Linked DNA regions of Oryzias latipes: region 1 is linked to region 2. A link is a contact called in public Hi-C data. All regions are on one chromosome and are shown on one strand. Each heading gives the region's core, a stretch centred on a gene start, on an enhancer-like site or on the middle of the called end of the contact. The rest is flanking DNA. Distances are from core to core; before and after follow the strand shown.

Region 1 (2,700 bases), core at 157-2,656, 72 kb after region 2:
CCATTTGTTTACCTAGGTGTGGGTTGAAATTTAGTCCAAGTATGTTTATTAAATAGGTTTCCTCCTACGTAATTAATTTTTATTGTTTCAAGTATGTTGCCTCTTATAAAAAAAAGGCAATATGTGATGATTCTTTCCTCAAGATTCTCTGTTTTTTATGTATCAAGTTATAGTTTAACCTTTTCAGTGGAAAAAATACACTTAGCTCAGTAAAGGAACCTCAGTACTGGGATTTCATAACTTAGACACAGCAGGATCAAACATTGTCTGATTCTGACCTCTGGTGGTGAAAAAAAATAACTTTCTTAAAAAAACAAAATCAAGCTGGTAGTCCTTTATTTACAACAGGATAATCACAATTCATTATTTCTGTCCAACAAACAGGAAATCTCCTGGCCTTACAAATTTACCTCACAAAGGAAAAGAATTTACTCTGTAACATGCTTTTGGAATGACCGGCCTGTAGTGTCTGTCCCAAAAGATTTATAAAATGTGGACATAAAAAAAATTCAGTCATTCTTAGAAAGGGATAAACAAGTCTTTTAAAGCATTTTAAAGATTCTATTTTGTCTGTATGTATGTAAATATGTATGTACCTATGTAAAAAACATACATATGTATGTACATATGTTTGTACATATGTATGTACGTAGATATGTACAAACATATTCATTTGAGCATGCCTGCATATACGTACATACATAGGTTTGGACCTATGTGTGTCCGTATGTTGGTTTGTATGAATGGATGCAAACACGCATGTTCTAATGTATGTATGTATGTATGTATGTATGTATGTATGTATGTATGTATGTATGTATGTATGTATGTATGTATGTATGTATGTATGTATGTATGTATGTATGTATGCATGCAAGTAATGCATGTACGTACAAATTTACTTATGTATGTATGTATGCATACATGTACATATATATGTTAATACCGACCTATGTTCGTCTGTAAGTATGTATATATGCATGCATGAACGTATGTATGTATTTTTGTATTAATGTATGTAGGTATGCATAGATGCATGCATGCATGAACGTGTCTACATATGTATGTTTGTACTTATGTATCTGCCTTCCTTCGATGTATGTATGTATGTATGTATGTATGTATGTATGTATGTATGTATGTATGTATGTATGTATGTATGTATGTATTGCATTTCTTTGCATATTATTTGTGTTTACTTATTTCAGTAAAGGTCAAGTCATATAATGAACTGCAGCTTGATTTTTGTCTTTTACAAATTAGACAAATTTGAGAATCAAATTCTCCTTCCATGATGCGATACTTGCATGAATAAAAACGTTTTTAGGTCCGTCAGTCTTGATAATCGCTGCCTTTTGCGTCATCGCCTTCCAGCCAATGACACGGCGAATTCCAGAGCCGAGACACCCAAGATGTAAATCTTACAAACATGGCGACGCTCCGGAGAGAGTACGGAGCATTGCAATGAGACTGCTTTCAGCGGAAAGAATTGCCTCAACTTGGCTTGTTACAATGTGGTGGAGTTAGCCAGAGCCACCGCGTGCACAGCCATTAGATCATGTTAGCTGAGGTAAGTTGGCGCGGCTGAGATACAGTCGTGTGTTTTCCACTGGTGATCGAGGCTAGTTAGCTAGAACGCAGCTAGCGCCTGAGTGCTAGCCCCACAGGTAAACAGAGCCTGTCAGGCGAGGGAGAGAACGGAACTAGCCACTGGCGTTCCAGAGAGCCTGTCAGCTAGAAGTGGCGGTCAGTCCCGGATAATACATCTAAGGGGCTTAGATAATACCGGCACTGTGTCAACAGACAGTTCGTTCTGGATTAGCAGGACACTGACTGTGTCGGTAATATCATGTGTTCATATGATGATAAAAGTCTGGCAGTGTCGAGTTTCTGTATTATTACAACACATACAGGTGAGCTGGGCTTTAGAAGCTGCAATGTTAAAGCGTAAAGCCGAGGTGTTGGTCGTATAGGCAGCAGGTTACAATACAACTACTACTAGTAGGACTTTTTCTTAGTTTTCGTCTTGAGAAAAAGTTAGGTTCTCTAAAACGAAGCATAACATATATCTTATTATTCCTTATTCCTAGTTTCATTTCTGCAGTATAAGTAAAATTTTGTTTTTAGCTATTCTTTGTGTGTTTTTTCTTTAAGTCAGCCTTGCATTCACGTTGATTCACCACGTCCATCACGTGACCAATGCTGATTTATCCGCCCGACTTTGTGCAGACAAAACTACTAAATTCCATAGCTTGAAGTAATCATATGACTGCAATAATCAATGTGACAGCTTTACATACATCTTTGAGTTCTGAAAATCATAACATTTTGTCTATTAGGAGGCTTCATTGTGGCATTTTCTATCTTGATAAAGGACGCATATAAAGAAAATTAATATTAAAATTGCATTTCTGAGAAATTATTTTTTCGAATTGTAAATCTGGAGCAGACAAAATAATCTCCCAGGAAAAAGCTTGTAGTATTGATGTAGGTGCTACAGTTGGTGGATCTCAAGCTCGATGCTCCGCTCCATTCTTATACATACAGGCGGACCTTGAAGACGACCAGATCCATGTACATCTTTAGCCTTGTTTCCACTTAGCGGTACGGTACCATAAGGCGTGCTACGATACGGTCCTATTGATTCTGGCGATCGTCTCGACTCAGTTAAGCTTCGCTTCCACTGAGCGGTTTGTTTTC
Region 2 (2,700 bases), core at 105-2,604:
AAACTCTGCAGAAAATTGTTTTGGATTCTAGCAAGCAGATGACAGAAGTGGATCACGTGATGCAACACAATTGGAATATATGGGGATCTGAGGGTGGCGTGAATGTTTTGTTAATTTGAATCCACTCTATGTACTGTCCTAAAGTTGGCTGGGGTTTGAAACATGTATTGAGCTCTGGGAAAACAGCAGCTCCAAGAAAGCGCTACACCACCCTTGCGAGTTAGTTAGTTTGTGTGTGTTTGTAAGGGTGGAGGGTGAGTGGGTGTTTATCCGTTTGTGTGTCCTTCCTCCTAGCAGTACATCTTTCACAGATAGGTCATCCTACAATCGCAATTCTTATTTTGTTTGACATCTTTCATAACACTTTTGGGGAAAAAAACAAGCCCTACAACAATGCTTTGATAATTTTCTCTTGGATGCTTCAGCTGTACAGTATCAGAATGAAACTCAGTCCTTTGATGCTTTACACTACATGTGAGGGAGTCAGCTATGTTGACGCAGTCCCTCCTTTTTCCTTCTTCCAGGCTCAGAAACAGACACACAGCTGTTGTGTTGATCTTTGGACTGACGTCCTATGGGAGAAACGGGGAGTTTCCTTCCTGGGTGAACCTCTCTTTTTGTCATTCAGCAAGCTGCTCCCTTGGTTCAGAAAGAAAACAGCAAAACAGGCTTATTCCCCGCAGATAGAATGAGCACATTCACAACCAAAGTCAGGTTACTCTCATTTGAGAATGAAAAGGTCATTCATTTGTGTTATGAGAAAATAAAATAAAAAAAACGATACAGAAAATGTGTCATACTTTATTTGAATCAAAGCAGTAAAGTAGAACTTTTACTGACAAAGTTGTGACTAAACTGCGTCAAATCAGATGAGGTCAGTGTTGTCAAATGGTGACTTTACATAAAAATCCTTTGGGGTTCTTTTGGATTGTTCAGCAGGGCCCTCTTGTGGACATATAGTAAAGAGCAGTCAATGACAGAGGCAACAACACTAAACATTACATGTTTCAATTCTCTTATAGTATTAAAAAGGTTAATAAGATGTCAGATAGAAAACAACACAGGTGCCTCATAGCTTTGGTAACGGGACCATTTTGTATTTGCACAAAAAAACAGTAGTTCTGCATCTGATTTAACTAAAAGTGGCTTTCCACGGCCATTTGTATAGCTTCATGTTAACACAGAGTGTAGGGTGTCTATAGTAGAGCTGAATCAGGTTGGCTCATACTTTGCTTACTGAGTCAGTAAAAGCAAAGGGGGACATGGCCAGACCGACGATTCAACCTACAACTCCTTCCAGAAGACGGAAAAGAGATCCAATTTCACTGTGGCTGGGGGAAAAAGGAGGCCACCGACTGTGCTCTGGGACTCTCACTTACCACTCGAACCGTCATGCATTTGTGCATCTTTGTATGTGTGTGTGGGTGGGTGTGTGTGGTCCCTGCTGTGAAGTGTTTAATAGTTCATAAGAAGTGTGTTTACTTGGCTGAGCTGATGCCAGCTCAGCAGATGCTTCTGAAATGCTGAGAAATACAAGTTAGGAAAAGCAGGAAGCAAACCCAGAGAACGTTAATTTGTGTCTAAACAAAGTCTTACACAAGCAAAACGGACTGTAAAACAGCTTAGAGCTGGAATCATTCTATACTTGTGGGAAAAAAATCGTTTCCACTATTTGCTTTTGATTGCCCTCTCAAAATGTGAAATACATTTTATGAATGAAACCTAAAAAAATAAAACCACGTGCCCAAAGCACTGCCCCTAGCGGCAACAACATGATATAACACTACAGACAGAACCTGCAGATGCATCCTGAAGCTGACTAGTCACAAAATAAAAAGCCAAAAGAAGCACAAAACTCTCAGTAAATCTACACATACAGTGAAAAATGACCATCCATGAAAAAAGGCCCATCTTCATTTGTCATGATTTCCTCTGTCAAGAACAAGCTTTTTTACCAACTGCTGTTTCAGCTCTGCCCAGTAACTTCACCTCCTTTTACTGTCACAACAAATGATGTTACTGATAAATCGAAAGCTAGAAGCATCACAAGAATGAGTCTTTTTGGAGAGAAAAAAAAGAAAAGAAAGAAAGGTGAACAGACCTGTCGTTTTTGTTTTGCTTTTGATGTCTCTGATGTTTATTGATTCTGTCAAGAATCACTCTAATCATCTTTTGAAGTATTGTCAAAGCATTCCTACTGTTCTTTTAATTATGATTATGCTGATTATGCAATTTTCAAAAAACATGTCGTTTTTAAGGACATAGTTTCTCCAGAGCAGCAAGAGTAAAATTTGCCTCTGAGTTGCTGAATCGTGGGACTGCTGGCACGGAGCAACCCCACCCCCCCTTCCCTTTGCGAAGTGGCGCACGGTGGTTGAGGCTAACTCAGCGTGTTTTATATGTCACAAATGAGCTCAAACAAGTTTGTCTGCTTCTGATTAACAACAATTTGAATCAAGAAAAACTTAGAAACACAATTTTTGAGCTAAATCTTTCATTTATGTCCTCATGGTCAGAAAAATTCCTCAAGAACATGTTAGAAACACTAAAAACATGATTTTCAGCAGAGTGAGTCTTTGAGGGTGACATGGGAGGAAACAATCTGGCCAGTTTATTAAACTTTACATGCTATTTATTGAAGGACAACAAGGCTTCACTCCATTCAACAGACATGTCAGCTTTGAAATGCTAACTATGGGA

Evidence for each region. Hi-C and Micro-C count contacts between places; a contact is called where the count stands out from the background.
Region 1: a Hi-C map of fibroblasts shows a contact between it and region 2, with 1.9 times the contacts expected there. The contact joins the promoter of snx13 here to the enhancer-like site in region 2. A contact is called at or near these places in 3 of 5 Hi-C or Micro-C datasets (embryo, fibroblasts and gastrula embryo).

What each region holds. Positions count from the first base shown.
Region 1 is chr11:9,832,659-9,835,358 of ASM223467v1, forward strand. It overlaps snx13 (sorting nexin-13), which reads left to right and starts at 1,407. Exons shown (of 25, transcript XM_023959800.1): 1 at 1,407-1,570. The coding sequence starts at 1,559.
Region 2 is chr11:9,760,962-9,763,661 of ASM223467v1, forward strand. No RefSeq gene overlaps it. Among protein-coding and RNA genes, the nearest start is that of itgb8, 16 kb to the left of the region's middle. Within about 2 kb of position 1,355, at least 2 of the 8 cell types and tissues checked have an H3K27ac peak or open chromatin away from gene starts, as enhancers often do.